2 separate regions of the Mus musculus genome follow, and region 2 is linked to region 1. A link is a contact called in public HiChIP or PLAC-seq data. All regions are on one chromosome and are shown on one strand. The core of a region is the stretch at or near the end of the contact, and the rest is flanking DNA. Distances in the headings are between cores, read along the strand shown.

Region 1 (6,408 bases), core at 3,293-5,792:
CCCTGTGCCACCCCCAGCATAATGGTACCTTCCTCCTCCTGGCCCTCACACACTCCTCTACAGCTTCATCCAGGTTGCCATGGCGATCAAGCCAGGCTTTCCGGGCTTCCTGACAGGAAAAGGCCCCCAGCTCTGGATCCTGTTGTCCAGCAAGCTCAGCCACCATCTCCAGGACGTAGGACAGCTCTGAACGCAACCACTGGAGGGGCACCTCTGTGCCTGAGTATTGGAGAGCTGAGAAGACCTCTTCTGGACTGGCACCCGCAGTTTCTCCTTCCTGAAGAACAGACAACAGCAGAGGCACATCAGGAAAGGAACTCTACTCATTCTCAGCCTAACCAACAGTGGCTCAGCCAGGAATACTGATCGCGTGACCAGCGCACAGCATGCTACCTGCCCTAAGCTTTCAAAGTGAGGCAGCTACAGCTAGCATCCTGGTATCAGAACATTAATTAACCATCTACGGCATCTTCTTTCCCTGACAGCTCAGCCCCATCTCATTCATTCCAGGCCCAGTTATCACCTGGATCATGCTCACGAGCTGGAGACCTTCCTTCCGCATCTTATCTTGGCGTTGTTTCTCTGGGTCTCCACAGGAAGCAGGCAGGGAGGAACCAAGGTGTTGTGAGGACCCTGGCTTTGGGCGTCCCTTTTCCAAAGAGCTGGGATAGGACTGGAGGGCAGGCTGTGTAGGGATGGGGTCTCGGGTTCGGTTGCACATGGCACACACCCAGACAGGGCCTGAATTGCAGAAGGTACAATGGTCACAGTACCACACCTGAGGCTGGGCAGCGGTGAGCAAAGGATCCTCCTGCTGGAAAGGGAGAGAGAAGAATTATCCTACTGACTGCGTAACGAGGCGTCATGACAGAGATACAAGAGAAATACTAGGGGAACCAAAAGAAGACAGAATGTGAGTTCAGAGAATAACTTGAGGTTAACAGGTACAAATGGAGAGCTGGGAAGGCCAGGAACAGGTTACCTTAAGGGACTGTTGGCAAACACCAGCATCATGGGAATCCACCACCAAGCTGGGAGGCTGGGCCAGCCGAGGTCGCTCACATATGGCGCATAGCACAGCTGCTGCCTCATTCTCAAAGGTACAGCTCTGGCAGGCCCATTGATCCCGTGCAGGCTCAGGTTCTAGGCCCCCGGTTCCATGGGAACCCTCTATTCCCGGCACCTTGCAGCCTTTGGGCTGACTACAGACTGCACAGAACACTGCCCAAGGCTCATTTAGTGTGGCACAGGTAAGACAATGCCAGGGCAGACAGGCATTTGCAGGGTCAGGGGAAGAAAGAGAGCTATCTCCCAGGGCCAAGGAGGAGGAGGGGGGCCGTGGTTGGGACGAGGCAGGTAAACTGTAATAGAAGAGCAGATGTGGCCAGCTGAGGTAGAAGTTAGTACCCGAGTCCCCTCACCCCTGCCTCTCCCATTGCATAGGTTATGACATAGGGCTCTGGCCTTTCTGATTGCTGTTTTGTCTGGAACACTCTCATCCCCATATGAGTCAATAATTAAATGATGGATTATTGACAACTTCTTCCAGGAAGCAATCTCTTAACATCATGCTAGGTGTTTAAAATTCTGATCCTTCAGACAAAACTGTATCCATCTACTGCCAACCTGTGTATCATAACAATCTGTCTTATAGTGGCTGCTACTTGCTTAGTGTTTATATCTATAACTTCCTAGGGGGGCTGTTCTCTGTAAGACACCCTTCCATAGAGAACCTGACACATAATAGATACTCAAGTAATCTTCAATTTCCTTCTTAATTTCACTCTCCCCAAGAAGAGAAAGCCTCTCACCTAGAGCTCAGGCTGGCAGTCTGGTGGGACCCAGGCAGGGCTTGGCGAAGGTGATGTGCACGGGACGGATGCCCATGGAACAAAATGTCACAAGCTGGGCACGAGACTTGGTTACAGGCTGGACAGTGCAGTGTGCCTGGGGCAGAACCACAGAGGAAACAGGGACCAGGAGTGGAGCCTGGAAAAACGAAACCAAAAGTGTAAAACTTAACAAGCATATATACTCAGCCAAGATATGGAGTCATGGACCTATCAACAAGCAAATGAAGACGTTTACACATAAAGGCAACTTCTGTAATCACACGCACGCTGGAGCATTAGTTACAAAGAACAAAATCTTGTTATAGAAAGGAAAATGGACAAAACTGGAAGATACCATATTGAGCAAGACAAGCCAAACACAGAAAGACAAGCATCACCTTTATTCCCGCCTCACCACAATGTAGCCCTGGCTGGTTGGCTTGCAAATGACTGTAGACCAGACTAGCCTCAAACTCACAGATCCATCTGCCTCTGCCTCCCCAGGACTAAGACTAAAGATTAAAGGTGTGAGCTACCTACCATGTCTGGTGTCTCTCTCTCTCTCTCTCTCCACCCCACTCCCTCTCTAAGTTATTTACTTTTTATTTTGTATGACACATGCATCATAGAATTCAAATGAGGGCCAGATCCCTTAGCACTGGACTTAAGAATGGCTGTGAACTACCAAGTGGATGCTGGGAATTGAACTATGGCAAGAGGTGCTCTGAACCACTGAGCCGTCTCTTCAACCCCCAGAGTAGCCTTTTTAAAAAGACCAGGCTACACAGTCGGTGAGATGGCTAAGCAGTTAAGATCAAGTACTGCCCTTGCAGCTTGATTCCCAGCACTTGTGTTGGGCAGCTCAACATGGTCTGTAATGCCAGCCGCAGAGGGATCGGTTCTGGCTTCCATGGCACCTGTGCCTACATGCACATATCTACCCACCCACCTTCCACTACTAAAAAGTAATATTAAAGGAGGAAAGACCAGGCTACACTTAAAATTTTGTTATGGGTTAGGGGAAGTCACAAAACAGTCTTTACAACATCTGGACCCATGGTGTGTGGGGGGGAAGGGGGGCTTTCATCTCTTGAAATAAAATACAAATACAGGCTGGAAAGATGGCTCAGTGGTTAAGAGCACGGGCTGCTCCACCAGAGGTCCTGAGTTCAAATCCCAGCACCCACATGGTAGCTCACAACCACCTGTAATGGGATCTGATGCTCTCTTCTGTCACACTGGCATATGTGCAAATACAATGCTCATATACATAAATAAATAAATCTTAAAAAAACAACAAATACAAGAGGAAAGAAAATCCTACATTTGCACCAACTCAGTCTAATATTTTTCTCCCGTAAAGAAGCATACAATACCTTGGGCAGAGGGGCGGGGGCCAGGAACAATCTCCCTCAGAAGGGGGTGAAACTCTGAAAGCTGCAGCATCTGAGAAAGCAAGCGGAGCGTGGGCAAAGTGCTGGGGGCACAGAATCCCATAAACTCAGCCCCCCCCCCCCCCCCCCGTGTTCCATGAACAACACCCTTCCTGCCTTCCTTACACCATCTTCAACGCTCTCTCTTAGCAGCTGGTCCAGTGCATTCTGTCTGGGATGAGTATTCTGCAAACAAGATGATGAAAAGAATTCCCACCTTGAACAACGTTCTCCCTGTAAGCCCTGATCTCCTAACATTCCAGAGGGAGAAAGTGTAACAGAAGCTTCCAGGCTGGCTGCTGCAGCAACAGAATTTCCCTGCACGGGGGTGGGGGTGTCTCAACGTGCCTTGGGGCTCCCAGTCAAGTACTTAAAATCCTTAGAATCAGAAGGTCATCTCACCTGCAACAGCAAACTGAGCTCGGTGCGAAGCAGCAGTACTTCTAGTGTGACAACAGCAACCTGGTATTCATCTGGTTCCTCCTGCCCTTCGGGGAAACTCAATCCATCTGGGCGCTCCTCAGTATAGCCATACAACCGTAGTACATCCCGGCCACCCTGGCACACATTCAGGACCCGGTCACCATCTAACAGACCTCCTAGGCAATAGAGCTGGTCCCCCACTCAGCACACCCTCAAGCCTTTCTGGTCAACCCTAAGCACAGGTCTAGTCCCCTTCTCCGATAAGGTCCAAGAGTTTCACCTGCACAGCATCCACCGTGCTGCGAAAGACGGGGTTATTAAACTTCACTGAGCGCCAATACCGGGGCCGCTGCGGGCTGAGGAGGTTGCGACCATATTTTTCCAGGATGTTCAGGGCCGTGGATAGGGTGTTGAGGTAGTTTCGAGGCTGGGAGCATTCAGAAAAGCAGAGTCGTGAGCCTAGCCCACCTGGCCTCTGAGCCTAGGTCCCCTTCCATGGAGCGCCGGGCGGGCTTGACCTCACCTCCCCATGAGCGTTGCAGCGGACCAAGCGTCCGGCGTCCAGCTGCAGGTAGCGGGCGGCTGGTGGCAGAGAGGTGGCCAGAAGCGGCATGAGCTGCTCCAGGGGAAAAACCTGCGCAGAATCCCACCTCAGGGCGCTCGCCAGCTCCTCGCGGGCCGCCAGGAAGCCTCGCTCCTCGTCTCCCGGCATCCTGAGACTGGAGACAGGCTCAGCTTCTCTGCCCTCCAGGGGCTGGCGCAGGTGCGCGCGGCGCCACAGCAGCCCGGGTCACTTAAGCCACCGCCCCGCTCAGCCCCATCCACGGCCAGGGTTACCGGGAACAGGAAGTCCTGGCAGAGAGGGCGGGACTGTGGGCCACTTTAGAGGAAAAGGAGGGTTCGGAGTGACGGTAAAGCTGAGATCAGGAAGGGTGGCCAGGTCGCCGCCAATGAAGAAGCCGCGGCCCGGGCTCCTCCCATAATGCTACGGAACCTTTTCCTTCCGAATCAGGCTCTCTTCTTCGCCTTCCCTTAAACTATCCCGCCCCTTCCGGAGGGACCCACCTCCCATGCGAGGGGTTAATTTTGCCCAGAGCTTTGCTATCTTTATTTCCATAGTGTTGGTTCTGTTCCATTCCCCGGCGGGGAAGTCCCACCTTATCGGGGACCGGCTCTGGCTGCCCTTAGCCCGGCTCAGGCGGGCTCCTCCCTTCTCTAGTCTGTCCTGAAGGGAAGGCAGTCCCGCTCGTCCTGCTCCCTTCCATCTTGCCAGGCTTTCCTCCTTCTTATCCTTCCTACTCTCTCGGATCCTACTTGGTCCCCTCCTCAGTCTAGCGTCATGGAACCCCACCTCTGGGTACCCCCTTTCCTATTGTCCCACCCTCTCTCAGTCCAGTACTTCCCCTGGACGGTCCATACTATAAGCTCCGCCCTTCTCGAGAGGCCGCCTCTATTTGAGTCTCCGCCGTCCCACGCTTTCCTAGCTCCTCCCTTGGACAGCCCCTGATGATGAAGCCAACACCGCCCTTCCTAGTGGCAACTAGCTGGGAATGGCTGAGGGGGTACTACTCACGGTTGGTGGCCGGCCAGGAGGAGGAGAAAAAAGGGAGGGGGCGTGGCTGAGGGGGGTGGGTCTGGGCCTGGAGAGTGAAAGCGAAAGCTGGGGCTGCTAGCCCAGGCTCGAGAGCTGCCAAGTGGGGGGAAGCATGGCCAAGCCTTGTGGGGTCCGCTTGAGTGGAGAAGCCCGAAAACAGGTAAATGGGAACCGAAGCCAGGAAGGAGTGAGAAGTCCTAACGGAGATAAAGCTCGGTGCTCCTGGGCACCAATGGGGCCTTGCGAGCGAACTCCACCGGCCTCTCTTTCTTTAGGGCTTTCTTTCACTTCTGCTCAGGGATTGCCAGTGCCGTGTCCTCGAGCCAATCTGTGCACTGAGCAGGCTCCTCCAGGGGGAAACTAGCTTTGTGGGACAGGTTTGGGCTAGAGTTGGAAGGCACCTAGGTTGGGAGTGGGCCCTTATTCTATACAAACTAAACCCTAACCAGCATCCGGCTACTTCTGTCTGTGCAGGTGGATGTCTTCAGACAAAATCTTTTCCAGGAGGTAAGTCTCTGAATTCAGTCGATGTAACCCAGAGTCTTAGTGCAGAACTCTAGGGCCACAAGCTCTGAGTAACCCACCAGTTCACCTTAATTTTGGTGTCTCCGAACCTTCATGCTTACTCAAGGTGAACTGCAATGATTTGTTTCTACTTGTAATCTGATCAATCTTAGAACTCTTAACTGCTTTTGCCACTCCCCTTGAATGGAAAGGTAAAGATGTCGCCCAAAGGGAAAACCCCATAGCCCTACTTCTGCCCTTCATGAGATTGGGCAAGTCCCTTTATTTCCAGGGCTAGGGTTTCCTCATACGAGAGTCTTGAGCTCAGTGATTTCCATGGGCCAACTTCTGATACGTATCAACAAACCTCTTGCATGATTATTTTTGTAATGTAACTTGCAGGCTGATGACTTCCTCTGCACTTTCTTGCCACGGAAAATCATATCCCTGAGTCAGCTCTTGCAGGTGAGTAGTATAGACCCCTCTGCTCCATCTCCTGACACCTCTCATCACCCATCTGACGGGCATCAGCATGCTGGGAGCTGAGTGAGCCTGGCCGGGTGTGGTGGCACACACGTTTAATCCCAGCACTCGGGAGGCAGAGGCAGGCGGATTTCTGAGT
Region 2 (6,529 bases), core at 1,559-4,058, 44 kb before region 1:
ACCCTGGCTGTCCTGGAACTCACTCTGTAGACCAGGCTGGCCTCGAACTCAGAGATCCACCTGCCTCTGCCTCCCGAGTGCTGGGATTAAAGATGTGCGCCACCACTGGCTGGCCAGCTGTCTTAATTCTTGATGACATTGGGTTGGGGAATGGTGTTTGAAAAATAAAGAATAAAGAATAAACACATAAAAGGACAATGAGCTATAAAAGGGTCAAAGTGGATTCAATCAGCTCTGGCCATCTGGAAGCATAGGTGGGCCCTGTAAGTGGCAGGCTACTTCATCCCTTTCCCTTTAGGTCCAGTCAGAGTGGGGTGTCACGGGGATGTTGCTCCTACTGCTGACCCTCCTTCCTGCAGTGCCTTTCTTCCTGACTTGGAGTGTGGTGAACTCAGTGCATTGGGCCAACGGTTCAACACAGGCGCTGCCGGCCACAACCATCCTGCTGCTGCTGACAGTCTGGCTGCTGGTAGGCTTTCCTCTCACTGTCATTGGCGGCATCTTTGGGAAGAACAACGCTAGTCCCTTTGATGCACCTTGTCGCACAAAGAATATCGCCCGGGAGATCCCACCCCAGCCCTGGTACAAGTCTACTGTCATCCACATGACTGTTGGTGGCTTCCTGCCTTTCAGGTATCCTCACTTTGTACCATGGCCATCCATTTTTGGTGGTTTTGGTTTGGTTTGGTTTTGGACACTAGAGAGTTTTTTGTTTATTTTGTTTTCTGTTTACTTTGTTTTCTTTTTTTGAGGCACTCATAAGGCTCATGGGCACTCGGAGGTAGAGGCAGGTGGATCTCTATTTTTTTTTTTTTCTAGATTTATTTATTATATGTAAGTACACTGTAGTTGTCTTCATACATTCCAGAAGAGGGCGTCAGATCTCTTTACAGATGGTTGTGAGCCACCATGTGGTTGCTGGGATTTGAACTCAAGACCTATTGGAAGAGCATTCAATGCTCTTAGCTGCTGAGCCATCTCTCCAGCTCCTATAAATTTGAGGTCAGCATGGTCTACAGAGTTTCAGGACAGCCACGGCTACAGAGAAATCCTGTCTTAAAAAACAAAACAAAACAAAAACCTTAAGTTGTCCCGCCTTGGATGAGGGCCACCACACCTTGCATTCAGCAGGGTTTTGATTCACCTTTGCCTTTCTCCGCTCTCTAAATACCATAACCCAGTAATAATCCTCAGCTCAGCCCAAGCACAGACCAGGAGTGAGCTTCAGCTCGCTCACATGAGCGTTTCACTGTCAAGCTCTCACTCAGCAAACTGAAAGTAATCAAGTGGGCTTTAAGCCTTGTATTGGAGCTTACAGAACCTGATTTCTGTTTAGTGTTCACAGGCACAGAGAGCTTAAGACCTATGTGTTTTCTCATTCAGTTTGTTAAGTACCTTTTAAACAATACAGAAGGAAGTAAACAACACAGTATCTGCCCCCTCCACTTCTTTCTTGCTCCCATTTTGTAGTAGTGGAGTGTGCTTAGGGCCTCGTGCATCCTTTGGCAAGCACTGTTCTCTGAGCCACATCCCAGCCCTTTTTTACCTTTCATTTTAAGACTGTCTTAAGTTTTCCAGGCTGGCCTTGAACTTGCTTTTTAACCTAGATTGACTTTGAATTTGGCAATCCTCCTGCCTCAGCCTCCCAAATAGTAGTATTATAGATGTATGCCTACTCTAGTTAAGATGGTTGCTTTCAGCCTGTCAGGGAAGATGTTCATGAACCGAGAGCAACTAATAAACTAAGCTAATAGGCAGAAGCCTCCTGGAGCTCTCTTGATCGCCACAGCGCTACCGGAAGATGTGGCTGAGTTTGGCTCCGCGTGCTGTGGCTATGAACAGAGCTTTAATGATGTGCATTGTCTTTTTCTCTTCACAGCGCCATCTCCGTGGAGCTGTACTACATCTTTGCCACAGTCTGGGGTCGAGAGCAGTACACTCTGTACGGCATCCTCTTCTTTGTCTTCGCCATCCTGCTGAGTGTGGGGGCCTGCATCTCCATTGCGCTCACCTACTTCCAGCTGTCTGGGGAAGACTACCGCTGGTGGTGGCGATCCGTGCTGAGCGTCGGCTCCACCGGCCTCTTCATCTTCCTCTACTCAGTTTTCTACTATGCCCGGCGCTCTAACATGTCAGGGGCAGTACAGACAGTAGAGTTCTTTGGCTACTCTTTACTGACTGGCTATGTCTTCTTCCTCATGCTGGGTACCATCTCCTTTTTTTCCTCTTTAAAGTTCATCCGTTATATCTATGTTAACCTCAAGATGGACTGAGTTCTAAGCCACAGAACTCTGGCTCTTTCCTGCTTTCATCATGCCCCATTGATTTCACTTGATAGCTTCTCTTCTGACCGAATTGTGTGATGGCATTGTCGCCTTCCTTCCCTCTTTAGAGAGGACCTGGAAATTAAAAATCTCTATTATATAAGGAATATATATATTTGAACTTTTTAAGTTGCCTTACGTTTTGGTCCTGATTTTTTTTTTCTTTTTACAATTATTAAAATAAAATTTATTAAGAAAAAGGATCCTGTCGTTGGAAGTTTTGGTCTAGTTATAGAAACCCGAGGCCTGTTGTCAATGCAGTTGTTTTGAAAACCCGAGTTCGCTATTGCCACACAAACTCTGGACTCTGGGAACTGTCGGCACAGGGAACCCACGGTGCCGAGGCTCTGTCAGCGGGTGCTCAGGCAGACGGAAGCCCAGACTGACGCCAGCCACCAGCTTTCCGCAGTTTTTGAAGGGAAGCAAGCTGAATCACCCAGGCGACAGGAGAGACGCAGAGTAACGCCCTTTCCGCCGGAAGTTGCTGTCGGAGTCTCCACGTGCCGATCCTCCCCCTCCCCACCCGGCCCTGTAGCAGCGGCGGCGTCGGCGGCGGCTCGGCAGCTGCCATGGAGCCTGCGGGTTTGGAACAGATCCTGAAGGAGCTGCTGCTGCCCGACACGGAGCGCATCCGCCGGGTATGGGCAGGCCTGACCGGGCTACGGGGATGGGGAGGCTGTGGGAAAGGCCCGGTCTTGACCTCCCAGCCTTCCATCAGGCTACGGAGCAGCTCCAGACCATCCTTCGGGACCCTGCTGCCTTGCCCGCACTCTTCGATCTGCTGGCAACAGCGACCGACTCTCAGGCGAGTCACCTGCCCCTCCTTGCCGAAATTCTGAAATTCCTCAATGTGTCCCTGGTCCCGCTCCAGCCTCCGCCCCCTGCGGTCCTAATCTGTTCATCATCTTCTTGGTGCCTGTGATTCTCATTTGGCTGGCAACCTCTTCTCACCCCAGATCCGCCAGTTTGCAGCGGTCCTGACCCGCAGAAGGCTGAACAATCGCTGGCGACGCCTGGCACCTGAGCAGAGGGAGAGGTGGGCTAGATTTAGGATGGGAGGGGCCGGGCCTAGTCTACTTTTTGACAGGCCGAGTACTAAGCCTTTGCCACCTGTCTTCCAGCCTCAAGTCCCTGGTCCTGACAGCACTGCAGAAAGAGACAGTGTAAGTGTGGAGCACCCACTCTCGGGGGTCCTAACTGATTGGGGCTGAGATACTGGACTTCTACCTTCTTTTTCAGCCCCAGACTAGGACTTAATTCAGGCCTAGAAGGTGGAACATGTGAAAACTAAAGTTTTTTGTGATTTATTTTTCATTTTTTAATTTTTTGGTTTTTCTGAGACAGGGTTTCTCTGTGTGGCCCTGGCAGTCCTGGAGCTTACTCTGTAGACCAGGCTGGCCTTGAACTCAGAAATCCGCCTGCCTCTGCCTCCCAAGTGCTGGGATTAAAGGTGTGTGCCACCACTGCCCAACTAAAACCCTAAAGTTTTTGAGAATGGCTGAAAATGATCAGCTAAACCCAGATAGGGAAAACAAGACTGAATTGAATTCAGCCTGTCCAGTGGTGCTGACCGAGCCAGATCACAATGCCCCCCTCCTTTCCTCACCCCCAGCTGTCGGTGGTCTTATGGGGTCTGCCTTAGGAAAGACCGTGCACATACCTGCATTCTCTTTCTGGCCACTCCTTGGGCCTGGGGCATTGTTTGCAAGGGAAGGGTGGTAAAAGGTGTTTCTATATGAATGGACCTCCTCTTTGTAGGCATTCTGTGAGTGTCAGCTTGGCCCAGCTCTCAGCCACCATTTTTCGAAAGGAAGGCCTACAAGGATGGCCTCAGTTCATGAACCTTCTTCAGCACAGCACTCATAGTTCCCATAGCCCCGAGAAAGAGGTACTGGCACTGCCCTGTTGGCAGGAAGGAGGGACAGAGGCTGGATAGACCACGAGACCGTCTCTTCTCCCCTGCTCCTGTACAGGTGGGACTTCTGCTGCTGAGTGTGGTGGTGTCTTCCCAGCCCGAGGCATTCCATGCCCACCAGCACGAGCTGCTTCAGCTTCTGAATGAGACGCTCAGTGACGTCAGCTTTCCCGGAGTGCTCTTCTACTCCCTGCGCACTCTGACTGCCATCGCCCGCTATGTCAGGCCGGATGATGTGGTAAGTAAGACGCTGCCTGTATCTCTCGGTTTCGTGCCCTCGCTTTCAGAAGTCTTGGCCCAAGCTGCTTTCGAGTTTTATTCCGCCTCCCGTTCTTCCTAAGGGTTGAGGGCATAGCGTGTTAGCTGGGCCTGGCTGGCTCCTTAGATGGAGGCTTTGAGGAAGCCTCCAGCTCCTGGCTTCTGGGATGAGACCACCTGCGCTTTATGTGATTACGCTCATTCCTGTGTCTTCCAGTCTCTTGCACGGATGTTGGTGCCCAAAGTCGTTACGGCACTGAGGACTCTGATCCCCTTAGATGAGGTAAGGACAGACGGGAGGGGTCTCCTTTTGGAAGGAAAATGGAGGCACAAGCACCATGGTCCCCTAGAGGAGCGAGTACCCTGTGACTTACTTGTCTGTCTGCAGGTAAAGGCCTGTGAGGCCCTGGAGGCCCTGGATGAAATGCTGGAGACAGAGTTGCCCATCATCAACCCCCACCTCTCTGAGGTCCTCACGTTTTGCCTGGAGGTGAGCCCGGGGTGGGTGCTGCTCCTGCTCGCTGGTTTGCCGTTAAGTTTTCTTGCTTGTTTCTGATTCTTGTCGGTGTCTGTATAGGTGGCTAAGAATGTGGCCCTTGGCGAACCACTCCGCGTACGTGTTCTCTGCTGCCTCACTTTCTTGGTCAAAGTCAAAAGTAAGGTACGTTCCCTCTGGGGAAGTTACCCCATCCTGCTGTCTCCGCCATTAGTTGTGTTTGTAGGCTTAGTCCTGCTCGAGCCCTGGCCCAGCCTTCTCTCCCTGCCTAGGAGACGGGGAGTCTCTGGCTGGGGTCCTTGTGGTTGGGAGGCTGGGATTTTCCCATGAGCCTGTTCTGGGAAGATGCTCAAGGCTAGCCCTCCCCTCTTAGGCCTTACTAAAGAACCGCCTCGTGCCTCCCTTGCTGCACGCCCTTTTCCCCCTCATGGCTGCTGAGCCACCCATGGGCCAACTGGATCCTGAAGATCAAGATTCGGATGACGATGACTTGGAGATCGGGCTGATGGGGGAGACTCCCAAGCACTTTGCTGTACAGGTGATGTATTGGCCTTCTCGTCACTGTCACCCAATACTCAGAGAAACAGACACCTTAAGGGGAGGAAGTATTTTCATGGCTTCGGAGATTTCCATTTACTGTGGTGGGAAAGGAATAGCCAAACAGTGGTTCAGGCCTCGGCAAACCAGAACCATTCACGTTATGGATAGAAGGCAGAGAAGGGGTATACAAGGAGGAGACAGGGCAAGATAGCTCCCATAGGATGTGGCCCCAACTAAGCTCTGCCTTCTGCCTTTGGCTCCTCCTAGTGACTGGCATTAGATTAAGAGATTAACTCATCTTGAGGTCAGAGCTCTCCTGATCTAATTGGCTCTGAAAATATCATCACAGTTTGTCTCCTAAGCACTTCCCAGTTCAGTCAAGTGGATTATTAAAATCAGCCATCGCACCCAGCTGACCTGGTGGACACCTGTAAGCTCAGTCCCCAGCCCTTGGGAGGCTGAGGTAGAACTGTAAGCTTTGGGCAGTCTGAGCCATCCTGTCGCCACAAACATAGAAGCAGCCATCACAGGTGGATCCTGGGGCTGGGTGTTAAATAAGAAGTGGAGGTTAGAGATGGAGTCACAGTCTACCTGGCTCTCCTCAGGTTGTGGACATGCTGGCACTACATCTTCCCCCTGAGAAGCTCTGTCCCCATGTGGTAAGTGTGACTCTCTTGCTCTTACTGGCCCTAGGTAGGTATAGTCCCTTAAAGAAAGCCAAGGGTATTTGGGTATAGATCGTTGTGATGAGCCTGTTGAGAAAGTAGCAGGCAGACTCGTGCTGGGCTCTCAAGAATGTTCCATGTTCTTCCCTAGATGCCCATGCTGGAAGAAGCCTTGCGGAGCGAGGACCCATACCAGCGCAAAGCAGGATTCCTGGTGTTGGCTGTGCTGTCTGATGGTGCAGGCGACCACATCAGGCAGAGGTATTATATTCCATTCCTGTCTCAGGGTGAGCAGAGTCACATGGAGAGGGTGGATGTACATCCTCTGGCT

The links. HiChIP or PLAC-seq counts read pairs in DNA pulled down with a chosen protein or histone mark.
Region 2: a contact with region 1 is called in an H3K4me3 HiChIP or PLAC-seq map of the SCID.adh cell line, with 57 read pairs. The contact joins the promoter of Ipo4 here to the promoter of Rnf31 in region 1. A contact is called at or near these places in 18 of 39 promoter capture datasets (the 3T3-L1 cell line, the C10 cell line, the HPC-7 cell line and 11 more), 2 of 15 datasets of contacts at CTCF or cohesin (CD8 T cells and embryonic stem cells), 59 of 484 Hi-C or Micro-C datasets (the 3T3-L1 cell line, the AML12 cell line, B cells and 40 more), 17 of 115 datasets of contacts at active chromatin or transcription factors (the 230-238 cell line, CD8 T cells, the HPC-7 cell line and 11 more) and 4 of 9 other capture datasets (adipose tissue, embryonic stem cells, liver and 1 more).

What each region holds. Positions count from the first base shown.
Region 1 is chr14:55,589,876-55,596,283 of GRCm38.p6, reverse strand. It overlaps Rnf31 (ring finger protein 31), which reads right to left and starts at 4,542. Exons shown (of 21, transcript NM_194346.3): 1 at 4,212-4,542; 2 at 3,969-4,115; 3 at 3,668-3,823; 4 at 3,392-3,451; 5 at 3,209-3,278; 6 at 1,812-1,989; 7 at 983-1,361; 8 at 524-814; 9 at 29-277. The coding sequence starts at 4,400. Psme2 (proteasome (prosome, macropain) activator subunit 2 (PA28 beta)) reads left to right here and starts at 5,263. Exons shown (of 11, transcript NM_011190.3): 1 at 5,263-5,442; 2 at 5,757-5,789; 3 at 6,189-6,251. The coding sequence starts at 5,395.
Region 2 is chr14:55,631,963-55,638,491 of GRCm38.p6, reverse strand. Ipo4 (importin 4) reads left to right here and starts at 2,808. Exons shown (of 30, transcript NM_024267.7): 1 at 2,808-2,962; 2 at 3,043-3,129; 3 at 3,281-3,360; 4 at 3,446-3,487; 5 at 4,083-4,212; 6 at 4,298-4,477; 7 at 4,715-4,780; 8 at 4,886-4,987; 9 at 5,075-5,158; 10 at 5,367-5,531; 11 at 6,139-6,192; 12 at 6,350-6,459. The coding sequence starts at 2,894. Tm9sf1 (transmembrane 9 superfamily member 1) reads left to right here. Exons shown (of 5, transcript NM_001360063.1): 4 at 360-633; 5 at 1,880-2,527. The coding sequence ends at 2,273.